Linked DNA regions of Gasterosteus aculeatus: region 2 is linked to region 1. Evidence: chromatin contacts called from public Hi-C data. All regions are on one chromosome and are shown on one strand. Each heading gives the region's core, a stretch centred on a gene start, on an enhancer-like site or on the middle of the called end of the contact. The rest is flanking DNA. Distances are from core to core; before and after follow the strand shown.

The links. A called contact is a pair of places that touch in the nucleus more often than the background predicts.
Region 2: a contact with region 1 is called in a Hi-C map of skeletal muscle, with 4 times the contacts expected there. The contact joins the promoter of hdac4 here to the enhancer-like site in region 1. A contact is called at or near these places in 6 of 6 Hi-C or Micro-C datasets (blood and trunk muscle, liver, skeletal muscle and 2 more).

Annotation. Positions count from the first base shown.
Region 1 is chr16:5,002,461-5,008,955 of fGasAcu3.hap1.1, forward strand. It overlaps hdac4 (histone deacetylase 4), which reads right to left. Exons shown (of 27, transcript XM_078091411.1): 8 at 5,726-5,854; 9 at 5,334-5,440; 10 at 5,003-5,122; 11 at 4,538-4,751; 12 at 3,523-3,734; 13 at 1-119. Among protein-coding and RNA genes, the nearest start is that of twist2, 44 kb to the left of the region's middle. Within about 2 kb of position 1,806, at least 6 of the 9 cell types and tissues checked have open chromatin away from gene starts, as enhancers often do. A contact at or near this core is called in liver, where this site is marked.
Region 2 is chr16:5,060,106-5,066,134 of fGasAcu3.hap1.1, forward strand. It overlaps hdac4 (histone deacetylase 4), which reads right to left and starts at 4,611. Exons shown (of 27, transcript XM_078091411.1): 1 at 4,473-4,611.

The DNA of each region.
Region 1 (6,495 bases), core at 556-3,055:
AGCCCCTGGTGCTCCCTGAGCTCCTCCTCCGTCTCCTCAGGGTGACTCTGGTGCTGCCTGGCCGGGCCCGAGGCGCTGGAGCTCGCTGCCGACACGGGATCACCGGGCTTGGACATGATCTGGAGGATGAAAAGAGGAGAGTTCAGGGGTGGGGGGGCCAAGGGACACTCGACCCAGTTATATGATTCTCTCAAGATACCCGTTCAGGTAAGAAACTTTGATGGAGCTAAACAGGAAGATTGGACCAATAATCTTTTGGTTTCTTTACTCAATGTTCTACTATTGAACTTCTTACGAAGGAAAACAAAGCAGCTGAAACCTAACTGTCTCTGTCTACAGACACTGACAGCACACAATTGGTTTGTTCATTTATCTAATTTACTTAATTTGGTAAACAAGCATCTCTATATTGATTCAACTGTAACATTATTGTCAGACTAACACACCCTAAAATGTTTCATCTACGTGAGAATTGGGAATAATTCAACAAGGTTCGGCTTTCAATTGTCCGACGAGGCTCATTTTGAATTCTGATAGTTTTGCTGAATGTCGTTTGGGACTCATCTTAGATTGAGTTTGTGTTCACACATTTTAGAAGAAGTCGGGACAAAAATAACTTCAGCTAGAGGAGAAAAGAGGGGAAGGAAGTAGGGCTGTCAAAGTCGACGCTTTAATCTGCAAGATTATTGTGGTTGAGATTTATGCAATAAAATATTTTAATGCAGTTAAAACACTTGTGTTTACTTCTGGTGTGCGTTGACACGAAACCGCCGCGCGCTTCAGTCCGTTGGACCGGGGAGACGGAGACGGTAGTTGAAGACAGAGAGAGCTTTTACAGCTGAGAACTGTGCAGAGGAATTCCTCCACGTGTCAAACAGAAGGGGGGCGAGTGGCAAACGGACCACTTAAAGCACCTCTATGCTAAGCTAGCTGCTATGCTACTTCCATCTCAACGTCTAACGTTACCCTGCGCGGCGCACAGTCGGCAGAGGACCACCACCGTGTCCCTAAAAGACCGTGGTCTGGAAAACGTCCTGGCTAAATGTGCAGAGATTGTTGGCTCTTCAAACACAGCCGTTAAATGAAGGAGAGTTGAGAGCAAAGTGCACGAGGACCGCAGGAAGAGTCACTAGTTCGACATGTTCCACCTTGTGGCATTCGGCCTCGGAGACGATCGAATCTAAAATACACGCTTTCTAAAGTGATTACTGGTTACTGTAGAAGAAAAACGAACTTTTAATAGCGATTAATCTAGATTAATGAATTTCAAAATGTGAGATTAATTAGTTCCCTTTTTTTAATCTATGGACAGCCCAAGAAGGAAGACCTGCCATCTTGCCCAGCAAAAGCACAACCTTCACCACAAGTATCGCTGTTTTTCGTTCCCAAAATAGCCGACTGCTCGGCTAAACAACAACGTAGAAGAACTTAAGGTTACCCAAACAAAAGCTAACATTAGCCCGGCACTTGCCCTTTTTATATAAACAGAGCAACCAGATCTGTACTCTGAACTCTGGTTATTTATCAACTTAGAGGTCGGCGAAACTATATTTTCAAATCCATACAGGTAGTTAACTGAACTAGGCCTCCAGAAGAGGAGACAACCGAGCGGAGGACACGAGGGGGACTGAGAGGAGGAATTGTCGAGGGCCCGCTGTAGGAATCTTGTTGTGGCAGCTGTCCCCCGTCCCCGTCGTCAAACGACCTCAACCTTGATGTGCAGGTCATGATTGGAGTGGACCACTGCGTGAACCCCCCCCCGCCCACACACACACAGTGAGAGACATGGAAACAAACACACTTGGCTGGCATATTGCCCAGGGAACAGTCCATTGACGTCAGAGAGCAGGCTCCTGCCTCATCCCAGTCCCCCTTCTCCAAACAAACTCAAAACACCCATTCACTGCTCTCTCTCTCTCTCCCTCTCCCTCTCTCTCTCTCGCTCTCTTGAATGGTTCGAGGGCACACACACAGACAGACAAGCGATATTATCGCGCACACGGACACTTCACACTGGTCTGTCGGCCGTCCTCACAGCAGTATCGTGGTAGCGAGTACAGCGGAGTGTAGCCTCAGAGCCGTCTCAGGTAATTAAGGGGAAGCAGCAGACTCTTTCATTCCTCTTTGCTGCCAAAATCTCAGACAGTTAAAGCCAGAGTGTAACGTAGTAGGAAGGGCTCATTTTCCTTTGCTCAAGGGAGGGTAGATTCATGTTTTACAAAGTGGTGGTGTCCAAGGGAGAGACATGACCTTTAACATGGCGCAGTGACGTGCTGCTGTACGGCACCTCCTCGCGTTAAATCGCATGTGTATTACTAGGAAAATATATATATTTTCTTTAAACTTGACTCTTGTGCAGTAAGCGATACTATATCTGGGGGGTACTTCTAGGTTTTTTATTGTCCTATGTTATTTGAGAGGCAGCTCAGAGACAAAAGATAATCAATGACTAGCCATGAGATGATTACATTTGGTACGAATGGGACTACTGGGTATACAAGTAAAATGGCTTTGTGACTGCAATATTATAATTTAAACTATAAATCCCCAAGAATGCTTTTTGCGTATGATGTTACAAAGATAACAACCAGAAATGTGCTGTATTTCACTGGTTGCTGAACGTGGGTCTACAGTGAGCAGCCTGTGGTTTAGTACACTGGGGGAATCAGGGAAGCAATCAGGAAAGAAAGCACAGGGCCACAATATGTCCATAATAATTTTTACCCTTTTATGATGTCTGATATCGTCGTCAATGATTTACAGTGTATGGTCCATTCTAACTGAGAAATGTTTGGAGATTTCTTTCCTATTTTTTAATGGCAAACTCATTAGGTTCAATTCTCACTTTGAAGACGCCTCGAGCATTAAGACAATAACCTGCTTTTACACATAAGCTGGACTTAATTAGCTGCAGTCACAACAAGCTGGCGTTTTGAACGAGAAGGAGTCACTAACAGCCCCAATGACAAAAGATAATGGGACTAAATCCTACGGGAATATCTGCACTGACAAAAACACACAACAACAACCGCCTCCCTCTTTACAATGACCGTACAATGATTACGAATCACCTCGTCTGCGCACACACACACACAAACACAATGATGCACTGAGGCACACTTCCTGGGTGACCATATATGGAGGCGGCTTCCTCTCGAGCACAGTTGCCAGGGTGACAGGGAGAAGAAGGGATACATGAACACGGACTAGAAAGACTTGCTAGAAGAATTGCTGATTGCCGGCAGATTTATTGTGCTCTTGGAGCGGAGACAGGATTTACACACATTAAACAAATCAAAGTTGTGTAGATGAACGAAAACTCCCCCCAACACACACACACACACACAGATATACAAACAAACTTAAACAGACAAACTCATATAAATAGCTGGCTGCTCCACCACAGCTGTTTAAATGTTGCCTTGGATACCATTTTTGACACACACATGAATGGCTACCACCACATGCATGCGCCCCCCCCCCCCCCCACACACACACACACACATTCATACATTCAGCTACCTTGTTGATGATGTGCTGCTGCTGTTGGAACTGCTGTTTGTGTTTCTCCAGGAACTGCTGGTGTTGCTGCTGGACCACCAGCTGCTGCAGGGCCTGGGCCTGTCCACATTGCTGCTGGGGGAGAGGGGCCGACTGGGTTCTGCCAAGGGGGCGGTGCCCACGGGCAAGTTTGGAGACGGAGGGGGACGGCAGCGGGAGGCCGGCCAGACCAACTGAGGTGAACACATAATGGTCACAGCAGAATGTCAAGCTAGACTCTAGAATTTGGCCATCATTTGCTTTTGAACATATGTAAAGGGCCTCAGATTGATTTATTATAGCAGTTATTTTCCAGCTACACCAGGGTCGCTATCTCTTAACTTATATTTGCAGGAGAGGATTGTACTAGACAGTTTGGTTACATTTATCTTCGGTCCACCTACAAGTCATTTAAAAATATTTTGAGGTGTAATCGCCCATTTAAAAATAACTATAATCCACCTTGCAATTGTTTTCCCACCAGGCAATTTAGGTCTACACTCGCCTCTGTCCAAAAAGCAATCACATCATTTTATCCACCTGGACATTCGTGCAAAATTGTTATAATTGTGATTTGAACTTTTAAAGTATGCCCAAACATATCTATTGTGAGGTCTCATCGAGCTCCAAAAGTTGCCCCCAACTTTACATCTTCAACCAAACCTTTAAGCTACTAGTTCACAGTGTTACATGAAAAATACAATTACAATACATGGCTGTGAATGTGTGTGTGTGTGTGTGTGTGTGTGTGTGTGTGTGTGTGTGTGTTTGCAGAAGAGACCTACAAAATAAATCCGTGCAAGAGAAATGAAAATTGAGGAAGGATTTCTTTGTGCAGAACATTATGTTTTGAAAGCTTGTGATTGTCCGTGTGGAGCTGCTCGGGAAAAAGGGTGGAGGAGGTTCAGCAGCCCTAAGCCATTCATAAAGTAAGACATAAGACATTCAATACATACAATGCAAATGTAGTTAATTCAAGTTTGCAGTGAATGCTGACCCATTGAATTGTGGCTCTGCTCCATCAGCACCATGTGTTGGAGAAGGGGGTTGTGACCAGCCACGCCCCCTCCGCCCCCCTCCCTGTCCAGAGCCGAGGACGCCAAGTAGGAAGGCAGGTGGGCCGTGGGCAGGAAGGGACGGGTCAGAGGAATCCCCTGCTGTAGCGCGGGCAGCGTCAGACGACTCTCGCCATCTTGGTGTACTGACCCCACCTACAGAGAGAGAGAGACACACAAGACGAGATTGAGACACAAGGAGGGAGACAAAGAGAGGCAGATGGACAGAGACAAAGCAGGGTTAAATGAGACAGAATGGGAGCGAGATGGTGAAAGAGAGGCGCACATGTAAGGCAGCGTCTTGCCAAGAGAATAATTGAGAAGCGGTTTTGCAATCTAAATATCCTTTGGTGTCATGAGTGATGCTGCATTAAAGATTCATAATATTGAGCTTCGACTGTACTCACAGAGCTGGCCTGCCCCGTGGCTGGCAGTCCCAGGGTGATGTTGGGCAGAGAAGGGGAGGTGTAGAGAGACAGCTGGCTGACTGAACCCTCCCTTGCAGCCAACCTCTGAAGCAGGGAGGCCTGAGCGCACACACACACACACAAACATTGCAGTAAATGATCACAGAGCACAGTCACAAAGTAGACACCATGTCATGTACAAACACACACACACACACACACACATTCAGAGCTCCCCATTAAAACAGACAGACAATGCCATGTCTGGTCACCCGTCTGCCCCCGTGCACACAGACGGACACACAGGTGGATGTGCAGTAATGTTGGTTACCTCTCCTGGGCTGCAGGAGATATTTACCCCGTTCTCACAGGGGATGTTATTGGAGCTGTTGTTGGGGGAGCTGGGACCGGAGCCCGGTGCGCTGTTGCATGCGGACTCTGTAACACACAACGCACACACTCCATTTGCCTGAGATGCTGAGCTTGACTTCTGGGGTGTGTTCATTTCATAAAAGTACGGATTTAAGTTTTTTTTCCCTTTTTCATTTACATCCAAATTCATTTCAAATGAATGATGATAGCGACTTTATTCATAACATTTCATTAAAAAAAACATGTTGCCAGGCAAAATCCAGTCTTTGATGTTCCAAGTATAGAGAAGAATGTGGATATCTTCATCTCTACTCTACAAGTACTGGCAGAAGGAAAGTCCAGTAAGCTCACCAGCCACGTCGAGGGAGCGCTTCTTGGCGGTAGTGATGGGGCCATCTTTCCTCCGGAGGAGAGGGCTGCTGCGGCGCTCCGTCACCTTCTGCTTTAGCCGGGAGCGAAGCTTCAGGTTGGGCTCTGAGGCTGTCGGGACGGAGAGAAGAACAGGGACATGATGGAGGATGAACTCCAAAAGGTGGAGGAGTTTCAGTCTGTACAAAACTCTTAAGTAATTGAAGAGCTTCTTTTTCATTTGATGACACTTTTTGTCTATTATAACAATATGAGTGTTATTCCATCCCATTGACTAACTATGTGGCAGCCAACTAAGAGGATGGCGCTAAGAATGGCGAAGTATTTCATCTCCAACCGGGCCAACCAACCACCAGGAGCCAAGAGTTCCACCCTGAGTTTGCTTTGTAAAAGTGAAAATGTGTCGCCACACAAGCAAAGGCTTGTTCAGGGACACGTAGCGGGGCTGATGACCTCGTACCTAAAAGGACCAAACCGTGCGTGTTGGACCCGACGGATCCCCGAGTTGAGTTCAGCCGTCGTCACGCGACAGCGGAAAGCGCTGCAACGAGAAAGGAGGCAGCCAACTGGCATCTTTCTTGACTCTTTCCTTCTCAACAGCGCTCGTTTCCAAAAACACAAGCCACCGTCCGTCGCCACGCGGGTTTGTGCGTCCGGCTGTCCCTCTCGTTCTGGATTGGTGGGGGGCAACGTATGGCCGAGTGCCGCGTGACGGCCAGACGGAGAAGAGGCGAGTGCATTCAGCTTATTGT
Region 2 (6,029 bases), core at 3,361-5,860, 60 kb after region 1:
AATAAACTGTCAACCTGCGCTTCATTTCATATTTACTATCATACATACAACACGACAGCTGTTCATTGAGGCCCCTGATTGGGGGCACGGGGGGGAAGCTGGTGGGACAGTTTGCACAGTCCTGCTGGTTGAGTGTGAGCACCACAGGATCCCGTCACCTCGTATCCAACACGACAATGCCATTAATAGACTCAATTAGTAACCATTAGCATGACATCCACAACATGTCCACAAACAAGGATGCCTTTCCCAACTGCCAACCCTTCCAACACTTAAGCTAACTGGGCTAGGATGGGTTCAAAGTCTGGACAAAGTCCCCACAGAGCACAAAGGGGCTAAAACGGGCTTATTATTGGAGTTGTGAGGCATAAAAGGGTACGGGGGACTCAATCTGGGAGAATGTTTTGCAGCCATTAACTCAATGGGTAACCACAAGGATTCATCAAGCCTCAAATCACATCAGTTGAGCCTGAGAGCTTCTGTACAGTTATCCATTAAACGCTCTGTCCCTTTTACTGCTTCGAATCTTCCTCTTTTCTCATTTCACTGTCCCTCTGGCCGATATCCAACTCCCTTTCTCTTATTGAGTTGCGCAACAATAAGCCTAATGAGAAAAGACGTGGCGCAGGGGGTAGAGAGGGTGCGCTGGGAACTGCAAGGTTGGTGGTTCAAGTCCCGGCTGCCCCGTGTCCCTGAGCAAGACACCTAACCCCTAATTGTTCCCCCAGGCAAAAATGTAAAATGCCATGGGTTAAAAATGTAATGTAAGTCGCTTTGGATAAAAAGTCAGCTAAATGACCTGTAATGTAAAAGTAGCTGTGTAATTCTGTTTACTCCGAAAATGAAGACAGTAAACTCAAAGTGGAAATGGTTGGTTTAGATGAAAGACAGGGGAAAGAACAGTATTCTCAGAGACTGTGGTGCAACAACGGATTTCCCTGGAGTTGTATTAGTGGCATTTCAAACGACGCATGGGCACAATATATGCTGACTGGCAGTCGGGCCAAAGGAAGCTCGCTAACAGGCAGTGCACCCATTTCTACAGGGCAAATGTGCGTTACAGGCTCCTGTCCCCTTATTTGTCCCTGAGAACAACAGTGGCATTAGTTCCCATTTGTATCGATTAATGCGACAAAGGACGGGATGCGAAGGTTGGCCCATCGGAAATGGGCTTGATTTGGTTCAGAAAGCTAAGACATCAAAGAATACTAGTTAGAAGCACGTTGTTTACCAAAGGAATATCCTATGCAGTGAACTTCTGATTAAAGAAAGAATCTCAAACACTATCAATAGCAATGTTTAAGTGACTTGACAAAAAGATTTTGTTTTTTTAAAGCTAAATTATGGGTGTCTATTGGCGCCACACAGATCTTCACCTTACGCTGCAAACAGCAACGGGACAAATAAGAACAACAGTACTGAAATTGAGCAAATTGTATAGCTGAATGTGCACCGTGCAGACAGGGACGGCCAGAGGGGCTTCGACAGAGAGACTGACGTGGACATAATAGCGAAAGTCTGCACGGTTGGCGGCTACATAAACAGATGGCATCTGGGACCTTTGTTTCAAACACATTCCCGGTCTGTTTGCATTGTCAAACCCAGGCAACAGTGGAATATTGCGTTTAAATGTCTGCACGGAGGCATTTCAAGTGCCACTAATTGGAATAGAATTTGGACATCTGCATGGTGGAGATGTTTAGCCCGAAACATTAACCATGGTTGGACGTGCCTCCTATGCGGGGTTATTCAATCTCAGCAGTCACCATGGACACATTCTGGCTAATGTCAAAGACTTCAGGAGTTATAAATGACATTGGAAGGTTATACATTTTGAAAACACTTTTTAATTGCAATTTGAATCCGATGCCAAATAAGCCCGTGTTACAAGGAGAGATGGAGAAGTAAAAGTTAAACTGTGCCAGAGGAGAATCTTTATTGCTGAGACATTGAAGGGAGGAGGACGCACTGATTGAAAGCAGTGAAGCGGGTTTTCAATAGCAGCTAGCTTCCTTTGGCTGAACTTGATCTGATATTTTACAATTAGAGTATATCTATTCTGCCTCGTATCGTGGAACTGCATTCAGACACTGCAGTCATCCATTGACTGTGCATCAAATCCAGCCATATATAATTAGTAGACACTTTAGTTCCACAAATGTGCACACACACGAAAACTGCAAATGTGAAGCGGTGACTTCAATTTACTGCAGGTGTTTCATTCACAAAGAGGGTTTCTTAGAAGACACTCACTCAGAGAAACGCATTAACAGTGATTAAACATCTCTCTGTGCCTTTCATCCCCAAATCCATTTTGTTGTTTAACAGAGTCATTTTAGCGCGATTAAACTGTGTGTGCCGTTTGAGTGAGTGACATTTTCCCCAACTGCTTAAAATGGGAAATTTAAATGCCTGGTGTTTACTGTCTGTTCCAAACAATCCAATTAAAAAAGACTCAATGATGCAGAAATATGCAAAAACGCACCAAGAGTGATCAGTTAAAAGAGGTTGAAGTGTTTATCGTTCCCATCAGCAGCTTATAACGACGCAGGTTGGTCTTTATTAACATAGAAATGAACATCACAAACCACACAGACCTGTGAACTCTTTGTGTAGGAGACACTAATCCCGTAGGGTTTGCTCAACTATTGGATTAAAAGGTAAATAAAGTAAGATAATATCAAAAATCTATTATCAACAGTTTGGAAACATAGACGTCTTCTGCAGCTTATTGACTTGTGCAAAGAGACGCCCAGATGGCACGAAAAAGGAATAACAGACACGACTTTGGACAAAGAAGATCCTGTTTTACTTGTGCTCCAACCAGGACTGGGCTCTCGTCCTTCAGGAGGAGCACGCTGAGCCAAATGTGTTTCAGGCTGCAGTGACCTTGTTCCTGTGGGGCCCGGAGTTCACGAGCGTAGCAGCAGCAGTCCTCCAGAGCTCGTAACGCTGAGGGAATAGTTTCCACTCGTGAGGGCCGAAAGGAGTCTTAGCGGCTCAGAGGCACAGCGAGCCCAAAGCTAGCTTCCGATTTGGAAATGTTATGGGGGAAGTTAAGAGAAACAATATCGAATAAAAGATTATTTATTGTTCCGAATGGGTGAGATGACCAAAAGGAAGCCCGATAGATTCATCAACGTTTGAAACCTGCTTTCAGATGAGTAAACTATTTTAAATCCATTACCTCTTCTTTGTCCAGATAACCATAGATCAGGTTTAGCTCAAAAAGACACACCTGTCAATAGTGGGCTGTCTGGACGAGAAGAAACTGATTAAGGATGTTTCGTAAAACATTTATTCTTCAACATATTCTTAACTTAGACCTGTCAAATCTATTACAGCGAAACAAAGGGTACTTCGTTCAAATCTACCTGTTATCTCATCCAGGTTCGGCAACTTTAAGTGATTCTTATCCATTGTTTCTAAAGATGGACAGACTGCAGTGAAATCACTTTTATTTTAGCTTTCATTCATAAAATTAAGAAAGACGAATAGATCAGAAGATGTGTATTAAACAACTTAAAGGCTTTATATAGGACGCACATCGGAGAGCACCAGCTGGGAAACTGCCTCCAGCTCCTTCGCGCTGCTGCTGCTCTCTTGTGTTTACACATCATGAAGACACAAGTTTACACCCAAAGCTGCGGCACTTCAACCTCAGCACAAACCTCCACCGCCCGCACACACACACACACACACACACACACACGCACACGCACACGCACACGCACACACACACACACACACACACACACGCACACGCACACACACAGCCTCCAGCCTGCGGTATTTATAGAACAGTGTGCAGAGGTTAGTGTTGCGCGCAGCTATCTGCACAGACAGGACACAACTACGTTGTACCGCACTAGAACGTGTCATGTTGGCGCGTGACGTCGGTTACCTGCTGATAAACACGCGGTAATTACACGGTGACCAAAGTCTCCGCTGCATCTGTTAACACGAGCCTCTCGCCGGGGAGCGAAAGACACTTACGACCGGGGGGCTCTGTCCCGCCGCGCAACCCGGACAAACGGGCACAAGTGCGATAACGCGTTCGGCATTAGTCGTCCATTGTACACAAAAGTACATTTTCCGAACTGACATGTTTTGGAACAATGTCGCGAGCTTCACGCCACGGAAGTTCCACTTAACGTTATTAAATCTATAAAGTGGCAGAGTAAAAAAAGTTGCACAACACGACTAGTCGGCAGTTTTTAAAAAATTCACCCCACTTCTGTTGCGCAACGATTTCTACTTTCCCTCCGCTGACTGAGAAGAAACCACACGAACATTAGGAAAACAAGTCAAGTGTAGCAGAATTAACAGCGGCCCCGCCGGACTCCGAGGAGGAGGAAAAGCGCAGGGAGCCACTGACGTAAACACGCGTCCCGCTACACGCTCCACCAGCAGAGGCGACTGCCGACTTTTGCTTTTGTAAAGGAAGAAAAACAGACACAGAGAAACCTCACCTGAATTGAGGGCTAATGGCGGGTCTCCGGGAGCATCCGCGGCGCGGGGTTTTAGGACCCGTCGGTACTGAAACGCTCGTTCGGTCAACAGCTCCGCCTTCCCGGAGGAGTCACGTGTCGCACAACCTCCCGTGTGTCCGTGAGGGGCGGGGCCCGCGGGACAGGATGGCCGGCGGCCGAGGGGGGAAGCTGTGACGTGAGTGAACTCTTCGTGGTTGTCGTGGCAGACACTGGGCCACACAGGTGTGCATCACCCCCGTGAGCATACAGCCTCACTGATTCTTTCACAAACGTCTCACCCGTTCGCCTGTGTTTGTGGGATATCTGATTTTGTTTTACCGCTGTCTTTTTTTACGGTACTTGTCAGTATTTTATCACCCATGTTGTCACTGTTGACTTATTTTTTTTTCATCTTCATCCTTACCGCCGATAAAGTTATCCCAACCTATGGCGCTGTCCCAGCAGCCCTTTGGTTTCGCCCTATACAAGTCAGGTCTCACATCCCGGCCCCTTCGTTGGCACTGTTGGCGCCATTCGTACTGTTAACTGCGAGACGGCGGCTGAGCCGCGTTGAGAGTCATGTGGAGGCAACAGATGTGCTCCGAATTTTGAATTTAGCACTTTCAAACAAGCAAAACTACTTCAGAAGCTGATTGGGGGAATGCGGTTTCACAGCTCTTAGTTTAATGGGTTGGACATAGAATTGGATACATTTGATAAAATCATGTTTCCTTAAATTATGCATGCATTGAGCCCAACGCAGACAAACCAAACCCACAAAGCGTTGATCACAAATTTGCAAAGCTCAATGCCCTCTTCAATGGGCCTCACCTTGTGTTTCACTTGGTGACTTACAGGCAGCCTGTCTAACAATGACGTTCGCCAATTGCCGACAACATGCATGTGTCAACTTGTCGCATTCAGCAGTTAGTTTAATACTTAGGTGGGGAGACATGGACTAACATTTTCCAGTCAAGTGGAGTCATTTTTTTGTGAAGCAACACATGTTTGAGGGTTTACCGTCACTGTTGTTTCAGGTAATAACAGGACGGACACGGCACACGGAAATACAAGACTAATCACTAGCAGCCTCTCATAAAAAACAATTTGGTTTTGCTGGTGCTCTTGATGACCATTATCTTTGCTTCAGCTACGCATTTCCTCTGTAAAGGAACTTACTTGTGTCAGGTTCTCAGCCCACTGTGAATCACACAAACATGAAACTTAGAAGATAACCGTAAGCGTGCACTTCCTCCACCAAACCGGAGCATGTCTTGAATGTGGGCAAGTCCTCCCAACAGTCACGTTGCACAATAGCCGGCTGGAGCTTGTTATGTGATGCTGGAGCAGGTAAACACACATTGCATTATATTTGTTTTTATGTTGAATATTCAACAGTTTGAGTTTGAGAAGTTGAAGGTCAGAAATCAGAAATATTTGCCAGTATTGTGAGTATTATTATGTGTCTTAGCAGTATAGAGTTGTACACCTTCTGTCAATGTCAACATTAATACATTATCATCAAATCAACTAATCTTGAATAAAAAGGTCTTATTT